Linked DNA regions of Mus musculus: all the other regions are linked to region 1. Evidence: chromatin contacts called from public HiChIP or PLAC-seq and promoter capture Hi-C data. All regions are on one chromosome and are shown on one strand. The core of a region is the stretch at or near the end of the contact, and the rest is flanking DNA. Distances in the headings are between cores, read along the strand shown. Region 1 holds the start of Cttn (cortactin). Region 2 holds the start of Chid1 (chitinase domain containing 1). Region 3 holds the start of Ctsd (cathepsin D).

The links. Promoter capture Hi-C pulls out the DNA fragments that hold promoters and counts their contacts. HiChIP or PLAC-seq counts read pairs in DNA pulled down with a chosen protein or histone mark.
Region 2: a promoter capture Hi-C map of liver shows a contact between it and region 1, with 3 times the contacts expected there. The contact joins the promoter of Chid1 here to the promoter of Cttn in region 1. A contact is called at or near these places in 2 of 39 promoter capture datasets (hippocampal neurons and liver).
Region 3: a contact with region 1 is called in an H3K27ac HiChIP or PLAC-seq map of embryonic stem cells, with 4 times the contacts expected there. The contact joins the promoter of Ctsd here to the promoter of Cttn in region 1. A contact is called at or near these places in 1 of 39 promoter capture datasets (pre-B cells) and 2 of 115 datasets of contacts at active chromatin or transcription factors (embryonic stem cells and large pre-B cells).

What each region holds. Positions count from the first base shown.
Region 1 is chr7:144,469,389-144,472,456 of GRCm38.p6, forward strand. It overlaps Cttn (cortactin), which reads right to left and starts at 1,547. Exons shown (of 18, transcript NM_007803.5): 1 at 1,301-1,547.
Region 2 is chr7:141,538,261-141,541,328 of GRCm38.p6, forward strand. It overlaps Chid1 (chitinase domain containing 1), which reads right to left and starts at 1,568. Exons shown (of 13, transcript NM_001142681.2): 1 at 1,513-1,568.
Region 3 is chr7:142,386,304-142,389,371 of GRCm38.p6, forward strand. It overlaps Ctsd (cathepsin D), which reads right to left and starts at 1,524. Exons shown (of 9, transcript NM_009983.3): 1 at 1,434-1,524. The coding sequence starts at 1,501.

The sequences.
Region 1 (3,068 bases), core at 297-2,796:
TGGCAAGGCCCAGGCAGTGCAGCCAGGGCAAACCACTAGGAAGGGCTAAAGCCTCTGCTTGCTTCACTGGGCACAACAGGGAATTCCTTCTCCCTGGCCACAAGTCCCCATCCCTCACACGGACCAAGAGGAAACAAAGGAACATACCAGGCCCAAACACCTCTGCAGTGACTGGGCACACACCCAGGAGGAGGGGCGGCTGGATTCCAGGCTCCTTAGCTCCAGGAAGCAAGCTAGGCGCTTGGATTTCCATTGACCCCATTGCAAATTTCCCTCAGGTGCCCAGGCCTTTCCTCAGATGTTGGCCTCTCAGCCCAGTCCTGAGGACTAGAGACCAATGCTGGAACCCGGCTGCTCAGCCTTACCAACTTCCTACAGGTCCTTGGACCCTCATAATTCCACTGGGTTCTGGAACCCCAGGCTCCCCAGGCCCACCAGCTTCCCCCAGGCCCTCATCATTCCACTAGATTCTAGAAGCAAAGTCCCCTTACCCCCACCAGCATCTCCCAGGCCTCAGGTCTACATTCTTTTCCCAGGTTCTGGTACTCTGACTACCACAGACCCATAATTATGCACTCTGACCTAGAACACCCCAAACCGACTTAGCACTTCATCCTGGGTTCCTGCTCTGAAACCCCACCCCTTTCTTTATGTCCAAAATTCCTAGGGCCTGTGTCCTAGGGCCCGCCCCCTCAGAGCCAGACCGGCTGTGCACCCCTAGCTACTCCACAAATGACGGGATGAACGGCTCAGCATTGGTGTCCGAAACCTCCGATCCTTGCCCAATACCCGGGGCTCCGACGTCCCCATCCAGACCCTGCGACCCGGGACTTTGAGCCTCCAATCCTGGCCCTACACCCCGAATCCCGAATCCCAGCGCCACACCACAACCCCAACCCCCCGATTTCGGACCCACACCGCGAACCCTTGGCCTTGACTCTGCACCCCGGTTCCCCCTCCTAGCACTGCACTCCAACCCCCGATCCTAGCCCTGCAGCCCGGGTCCCGACGCCCGACCCCAGCCACACACCCCAAGTCACAATCCCGGCCCCACACCGCGAACACCGGGTTTTGGCCTGGAATCCTGACTCAGGGGTCCCAGCCCTACACTCCGAGGCCTCGACCAACAGATCCTGGCCCTGCACCCCTGGGCCCCGACCCTGCCCCGCACTCGGATCACCTGGGCCCAGTCCAGACCCTGTACCCCAACCTCCCGTCCAGGCCCGGCACCCTGACAACTCATCATCCCACACCCTTCCTGTCCCCCAGCAGCTCTCTAGGACGCCCATCCCCCGCTCACCGCACCAGCAGGGTCCACCAGGCTCCCGCCGCGCCCCGCCGCTCCCTGTGCCCGCTCACTTCCGGTTCCGCGGAGGCGGGGCCGCATCCGGGGCCACGCAAGATCCCGCCCTATTCCAGGCCGTCCCCGCCCCGTATTCCTGTTAGCTGATCAAGAAAGCAGGATACACAGTTCCAGGACTCATAGGCAGCTCGGCCGCCAGTCAGCTGCGGAGATCCGATTTAGAAACACCCGTCAAGCCCTGTCCAACACACATTCACCCTCAACCCAGCTTCCAACCATGTATCCACCCTGCAACTCTCTACCCACGCATGGATCTACACAGCATCATTCACTCCCCTGTCAATCTTCTACCCACCAATCCACCAATCTGTCCTTCTGCCCATCTACCCATACACCCACTCATCTAGCCATACATCTGTTCATCCATTCTTCCATCTATCTGCTTCCTATTGTGATCAAAAAACTGAACCCTGTCTCGAAAAACAAACAAAACAAAACAAAACAAAAAGAACTGATCAAATACAGCTTGGGGAGAAAACTGCTTATTTGGCTCATAAATTATAGTCCATCACTGAGGGAAGGAAGTTAGAACAGGAACTCAGGCAGGGCAGGAACTGAAACAGAGACTATGAAGGAGTGCTGCATACTGGCTTGCTCAGCCTTTCTTTCACATCCCAGGTCTACCAGTGTAAGGGTGGCAACCCACAACGGTGGGTTGGGCCCTTCTGAATCAATCAGTAACCAAGAAAATGCCCCCACAGACTAGCCTACAGGCCAGTCTGATGGCAATTCATCAACTGAGGTTTCCTCTTCCAAGATTACTCTAGTGTCAAGTTGACAAAAACTAACCAACATGTCACCTATACACCCATGTGTCAACCATCCATCTACTTATCTATCCATCCACTCATCTATCTGTCCTAGTTGACATTAACTGTCAACTTGAAACAGCCTAGAATCACATTTTTTTTTAAAAAAATCTCAAATGTGTACTTGTCTTATTTAGGTTATTCTGTGGGCATGATTGTCTTGATACAGGAGGGCCAACCCACTGTGGTCCATCCCTAGACAGGTGTCCTGGACTGTATAACAAAGCTAGCTAATAAGGCAGCGGCCAAGTGGATCACTTAGAGGCCAGTCTGGTCCTGATCAGCCAAGTGAGGGATTCTGTCTCTCCTGCCCCCCTCTCCAGAAGGAGGAGGAGGAGAAAGGAGATGAAAGAGGGAGGTTAGGGATGTAATTCAGTGGTAGAGTGCCTGTCTAGTATGTACAGGGCCCTGGTACCAACCTTAGCACCACAAGGCAGAAAACAAAAGGCTAAACTGTCAAAATTTATGAATAGATCAGGAAGGAAAAAGAGATGTCAGGTGTCAGAGGAGAATGTTCCCATGTGTGTGTGCACAATTCACATGTAAGTGTGCATTCAACTGCATGAGCACACATACAGAGGTCCAAGGACACATTCTGGCATCTTCCTCAGGAAGGCCACTCACTGCTTGAGACAGGATCTCTCTGGCCTGCAGTTCATCCACTAGGCTAAGCTGGCTGGTCAGCAGGCCCCAGAGATCCTCCTGTCTTTGCTTCTCTGCTGAGGGGATTGCAAATGTGCACCACTCCACCCACCATCCTCTCATTGGTTCTGAGGATCACACTCAGTCCCTCATGCCTGCAGAGCAAACACCCAGCCATCTCCTAGCATAGGGTAGTTGTTGTTGTTCTTGTTGTTTTAGTAAAACCATGGTCTCAAGTGTTTTGTTAAATAAAA
Region 2 (3,068 bases), core at 318-2,817, 2.9 Mb before region 1:
AGTGTATGGTTGGAAATGAAGGTGACGTAAGAAGCAGGATGATCACAACCCCAGGTGACATTTATTGACCATATGTTGCATGCCAAACCTGGTGAATTATCCACAAGTTCTCTCCACAGACCAGGACTCAGGCAGGCATAAATGTTATTCCCATTTACAGATAAGGAAACCAACACAGGGGGCAGCCCACCAAGCCATGGGGCACGTGGCTACCATCCCATCCCAACTATACAATGCAATGCAAACAGGACTGTGATAAGATGGCTCAAGTTATAGTTCTGTCACCAGCACACTGTCTCTGGGCCTCCCTGGGCTCCAGTCTAGAGATCTGTGGAAAGTTCTTTGGAAATTTTCCATCACAGAGTGTTCAAGATTTGAGGCTGCGCTGAGGGTAAGGCCTCATGTACCTAGCAAACTTGAAGGAACCCATACAACTTGCTGTATACCCTCCTACCTGAGGCTGGGCCCTCCACATAGAGCTCATTCTCTATGCCCGACAGCCACTCTGGCCTTGCTAACTCGTTTGCACACTCATGTCATCGTTCGTTCATTTGTGGCTCCACAAGCTATGCACACTAACTCACATATCTGAAATCTCTGACTTCGTTATCTTACATCCTGGTTCATGTTTATACTCCTTTATACACCACTCACCCATGTTTCTTCATATCCAGCTACACTGGCACATACATAAACTTAACACATTCACTACTGTGCTGTTCACACGTGCTTCCTGCGGCTTCTTTTGCCCCACCCCCAAACTCTTTTTTGGAGACAGGGTCTTGCTATGTGGCCCTGGCTGACCTGAAACTCACTCTATAGACCAGGGTGGCCTCGGACTCACAGAGATCCATCTGCCAGCCTTTGCCTCCCGGGTGCTAGGATTAAAGCCATCGCTACGGGCTCTCTTGATTTTATGCAACGGCCTGTGCTCGCTCATATTCTCAGATTACTGTTGGCTCGAAAGCTTCCTCACAGTCACACACTTGGCGCTCACACTTCTACTAAAGAACAATGTCACACTCTCTCCCATACCTGCTCTCACCCTAACACTCTCTCACCCTTGCTCATACTCATCCCCACTCGCTTTCTCACCCCTAATAAAGTCCATGTTCTCACATCTCCCCTCACCCATTCGGGCCCTCACACCCGCTCGCTCTCTCACATACGCCCTTACTCTCAGGCTGACACACCTGCTTTCTGACACCTACTCACCCTCACATCTGTTTCTTCCACCAGCTCACCCTCACATCTGCTTATTCCGCACGAGCTCCCACTCACCCTCACATCTGTTTCTTCTCACACTGACACGATCGCTCTCCCCCTCAAACCCTCTCATCCTCACTCACTTCCTCGCCCTCACATTCATAGCTCCCATATTGCTCTCATCCGTGCCCTCTCCTTCCCGCTCACACTCTGCCCGTTCTGTCCGGGGAGAGCCTCGCTGCCCGACGTTCCCGCATTGTGACGCGGAAGATGAAGCAGTCCCATTGCCGCCACAGCCGGGCTCACCTTCATGTCAGGAGACCGGCCAGACCCATCAAGCACGGCCGGAAGACGATTTAATCAACCGGAAGTCCCGCCCACTGGCCTCCACAAGCTCCCGCTGCGCCACGCCAGCTTCCTAGATGCCTTGCGCACGGCACGCTGGGATGGGGCGGGACCGAGATGGCTGGAGGGCGGAGTTAGAGGTGGAGCCTCGTAGCGACCGGCGAGCTGGAGAAGGGCTGAGAGTGGATCGGGACCGTCAGTTGGATGAAGACAGAGCTGAGTGTGCGGAACGTGTACTTCGTAGCCGTAGGTGCTGTTTCCGCTCCTGCAGCCAGTCCCTCTATTGATCAAGGGCCTGTCGTACAGCAGAATAGTGGGGTCAGATCCCGAAATCCTCCCAGAGAAGTTGGTGGTGATGTTGAACATCCCCTCTCCGGGATTGATGGCTGGCTGCCTCAGCACTGTGCTGAAGTCTACATTACGTCCACTTATGTGACCACCAAGGCCTTTAGGGTCTTGGGAACCCATCCCTGTCAAGTATGGGGGACGTGGGTCACTATGCGCATAGTCAGTTCCGTAGTCTCCCAGATGTGTCAGGACAGACTGTGCGCCAAGTCTTTGAACCTCCACATTATCCCAGTTGCCACATTTCTGTCACTATCTATAGGTTTGCAGTGCCCACTACACTGTCTCCAGTAGAGACACTGCTCCAGGCAATATAACATCCTTCTCCAGATGGCCTAGCACAGCGAACATTCTATCTGCCTAAATCCCAGAGCTGTCTTGGTCCTCGTTTTTGGTCTTGCAAATTGTAGGAGCTAGAACCCACAGAGGCAGACACCACGCTCCCCACCCCCATCTCAGCTTTAGCAAGAGGAGCCCAGACACTTCTTCGAGTGGGTTGAAAGCACACGTGACCAGCATTTTTATTTTTCATCAAGCTGACTAGTCCCCACCCCCATCCCTTGCTGTTCCCAGCAGTTTCCTGCAGAAACCACATTTGGCCTGTCCACACCCAGTTAAACCCTCTGGCCCACTCCACTATGGTCTGTTCCAGGATTTGCAGTGCGGCTGTTTCCCCATTCCTGCTGCTGCAGAGGTTTCTCACTGAGCTGAGCTTCGTGTTCTTCCTTCCGAATCACGTTTCCTCCTTTCTCTTCCCCATATTTTCTGCCAGCTGTCCCCCAAGCCTTTCTACAGGGGCGGGGCTGGGTGTGTATGCTAAGGCATGCTGTGCATCACCATCTGCTTTCCTGGCATCCAGCTCAGCACCCTACTAGGAACAAATGCCCAGAACAGTGATTCCAAGTGGGCAGAACTCTGGAGAGGTGGATGTCCTGAGAATTGTTCAGTCCAAGCAATACTAAAGAGACCATCATTCTTTTAAACCAGCGAAGGCATTTGGATCTGACTGATGTAAGAGGTCTTTGAGCTAAAGACTTGGCAAAGTCCACTAAGGATTCCACTCCCAGTCTGTGTTGCAGACTCTTAAGAACAGAAAGGAGAGAAAAACAGAACTCAAGACCAGCCCCTTTCAGGGTTCCATTAGACAGATGCTCAGGAGCCTGTTGAGCTGT
Region 3 (3,068 bases), core at 274-2,773, 2.1 Mb before region 1:
AGGTTCTTCCCCTAACCATCCAAGAGGCTTCAACACCAACTCCTCATGCTCTCCCTAGCCATCCCTGCACACAATCTGGCAACTCTCACCCAAGAAACCTACATGCCCTACCACCACAGACTCAAGGCCCTTATATGCTCCCTGCAGCCCTGATGCAGACAACTAAATAGGGGACGCCACCATTAGATAGCAGAGGGAGAGGGGTCCCTGCCCTGCCCTCCAGGTCACCTCTCCACCACCACCCCACCCCCCACCCCCAGTTTGCTCCTGTTCCCAAGGAGAGCTGATCTGTAATCACTTGTTGAAACTTCTCTGCCCAGGGATTTGTAGCCAAGGTCACAGCTGACCTTTCCTGGCATGCACAGTGCATGCTCTGAGAGACATAGGAGTCTTGCCTAAGAGTAGTGGGCTGGAAGAGGCAGGCTTCTGGCCTGGGGCTTAGGGGAGGCACACACCCTGCAAAGGTCAGGAAACATGCCAACAAGCCTAAGAGTGTGGCTTTGTTTCTGGTGCCTAGTCTCAGGGATCCTGGAGTCCACAACACCTCTTCCCAGAGAAGAGAAGCCTGAGGGCAGGGCAGGCAAGCCCAGGGCAGGATCAAGCCTAGGCCACTCCCTACAATGGCTCCACTGAGGCTACCCACCCACAGCTTGCAGCCTACAGACTGGGCTCCTTCCCACCCAACCCTGGTGCCCAGCCGGCAGAGCCAGCTCTACTCCCGCAGCCTACGGCCTCAGCCACCTGCCACGACCAGGGACTCACAGAGTGGGAAAACACACGGGCTACCACCAAGACCTCATCTAGCACAAAGGCCAAGTCCACGGGCCTGAGAAGGGCCTGGTCCCCAGTGGGGTAGACCTCAGCTCCAAGGTATTTGAACTGGGCCACTCCATACCTTCTCTCTCTGGGACTTGTGCAACTCAGGAGGGAGGAGGAGAGATTCACCACCCAGGACAGGGGGGATCATCTTTGAGTAAACTTCTAGGGCTATGCACCAGTGCACAGCTGTCAAACAGGGTCCCTTAAAAGGAAAGGCCTGAGGAAGTTCAGGGGGGCAAGGGCCTACTAGGTTTTCCAACTTCCACAGCTGGGTTCAACAGAATCCTATCCATGGGGCAGCACTTCTCCTCAGAAGCGGCCGCCCCGCTACACACACACACACACACACACACACACACACACACACACACACAGAGGCGAGGTTGGAGTCAGACCCACTTGTGGCCACCCTACTGTACCCTCCTGTTCGACCATAGGAGTCATAGGAGTGGAGAGGGGCCCAGGAGACCCCTGCCTTTTGAGTGTCTCGCCCCATAGTCTGTGGGACCCTGAGGAAGGCTGCGCTGGGTGCACAGGTGCATTCCAGCACGGCCGGAGCACGCGGCACTCCAGGTGACGAGCCCCGCATCTCCGGACCCAGAGCGGGTCCTCACCTGATAATCGCGAAGGAGGACGAAGCCAGGAGGCCGAGAATGAGCAGCAAGACGCCGGGAGTCTTCATGGTCGCGGCGGCCCGAAGAGAGCAAAGCTTAAAGCCAGAGGTCGCCGGCTTATAGGCAGGATGACGCCGCAGTCCCGCGGAGTCAGCTGACCCGCTTGTTTGGCCCTCAACGGGTCACGTGAGACGCGGGCGAGGGGCGGGGCGACCCGAACCCGCCTCCAACACTGCCCGGGCGCAGGCGTGCCCTACTCCAGGCCTACGCACGGCTCTCGGGAACGCGCCCGCCCACTTTCCTGGGACCGGAGAATGACTGGATACAGGTCACGTGGGGGAAGGAAGACCAGGCAGGCCCGGAAGCATCCAGAGGGGCGGATCCTGCCCTCAGCTCCGCCCCTCCCTTAATCTGTCTTTTTTGCATAATTGGGGTGCCCACTACCAGGATGTGGTCTTTGTCTGATTGGGCCCTGACCCTCTCCTGGATGCCAGCTTAAACCTAAGCCTTTTCTCTTTCAGCTCTGTTCCTCCTTGAGAATTTCCCTGGAGCCTCTCTGGACTCTTGGACCAGCAAACTTCACCCTCTTCAAAGCTCCACTACCTACTCATCTCCCCAGAGCAACACCCTTTTTATTTAAGCTGGAACACCTAACATGCACATTCCATAATGTAGCAATGTTGATTGCAGGCCTAGTCCTGGACTATGCATCTATTGATACAAGGGGTAGGGTGTACAGTGAGATGAGACCAGGGTTGCAATCGCCACTTGGGTCTTAACTACTTCACTCTTTAATGCCCTGCTTGGTGTCAGCAAATGAATTGGGTGCTGTTTGAGAGAGGCAGAGTCCAGCTCTCCATCATGGAGAGCTGAGCCCAGAAAGGCATTTAAGGGGAATGTCCTCTCTGAGAGGTGGTGTCCATACAAGGACAGGAACGCAGAGGAGCCTTGCCAGGGTCTGATCCCGGGAGCGCTTTTGGACATGTTCTACCTGTATTGAGGAGGTGGATGCCTCTAAGTCCACTCTACACATGGACACATGAGCTGTTCTGGTTCCCCAGGTTCAAAGCTACAATTCCCATCAAGTTACATCAAGTTGGGCACTTGACCTCTGCCAAGGCTCTCCACTCAGGGTCAGTGTTAATAGCTACACGTGGGTCACCACAGCCTGGATCCTGCCTCCACAGTCAGCACTCCACACATTGCTTAAAGCTTGGGTGTGAGGGCGAGAGCTGCCCTAAGATCTTGGAATCTGACCCTCTACTCCTTTGAATCTAAGACTATTCTTTGGTAGCCCAAGAGACAGGGTCTGGCCCTGGAGTTGCCATTTGCTTCCTAGAGTTGCTATCTAGAGATGATTGCTGGACCATGGGTGGGCAATGGGAAAGGTCCTCTGGGGCACCATGCTGGCTCTCCCAGCCCTGCCATAAATAGTGTTGCAGGGTGCTCAGGTGCCAATAGAGACATCCATTAGATGTGTGTCGGCATGACTGGAGGCAGGACATAGCGGTCAGCTGTGCTCATGTGTGGCTCATATAAGCCACAGGGTAAGAGACTGATGGGGACCTCCAGGGGCTCTCTGCAGTCCATTTTCTGCAAAGAATTCTAGCTGCCTCTGTCCCTGGGTTTCCCCAT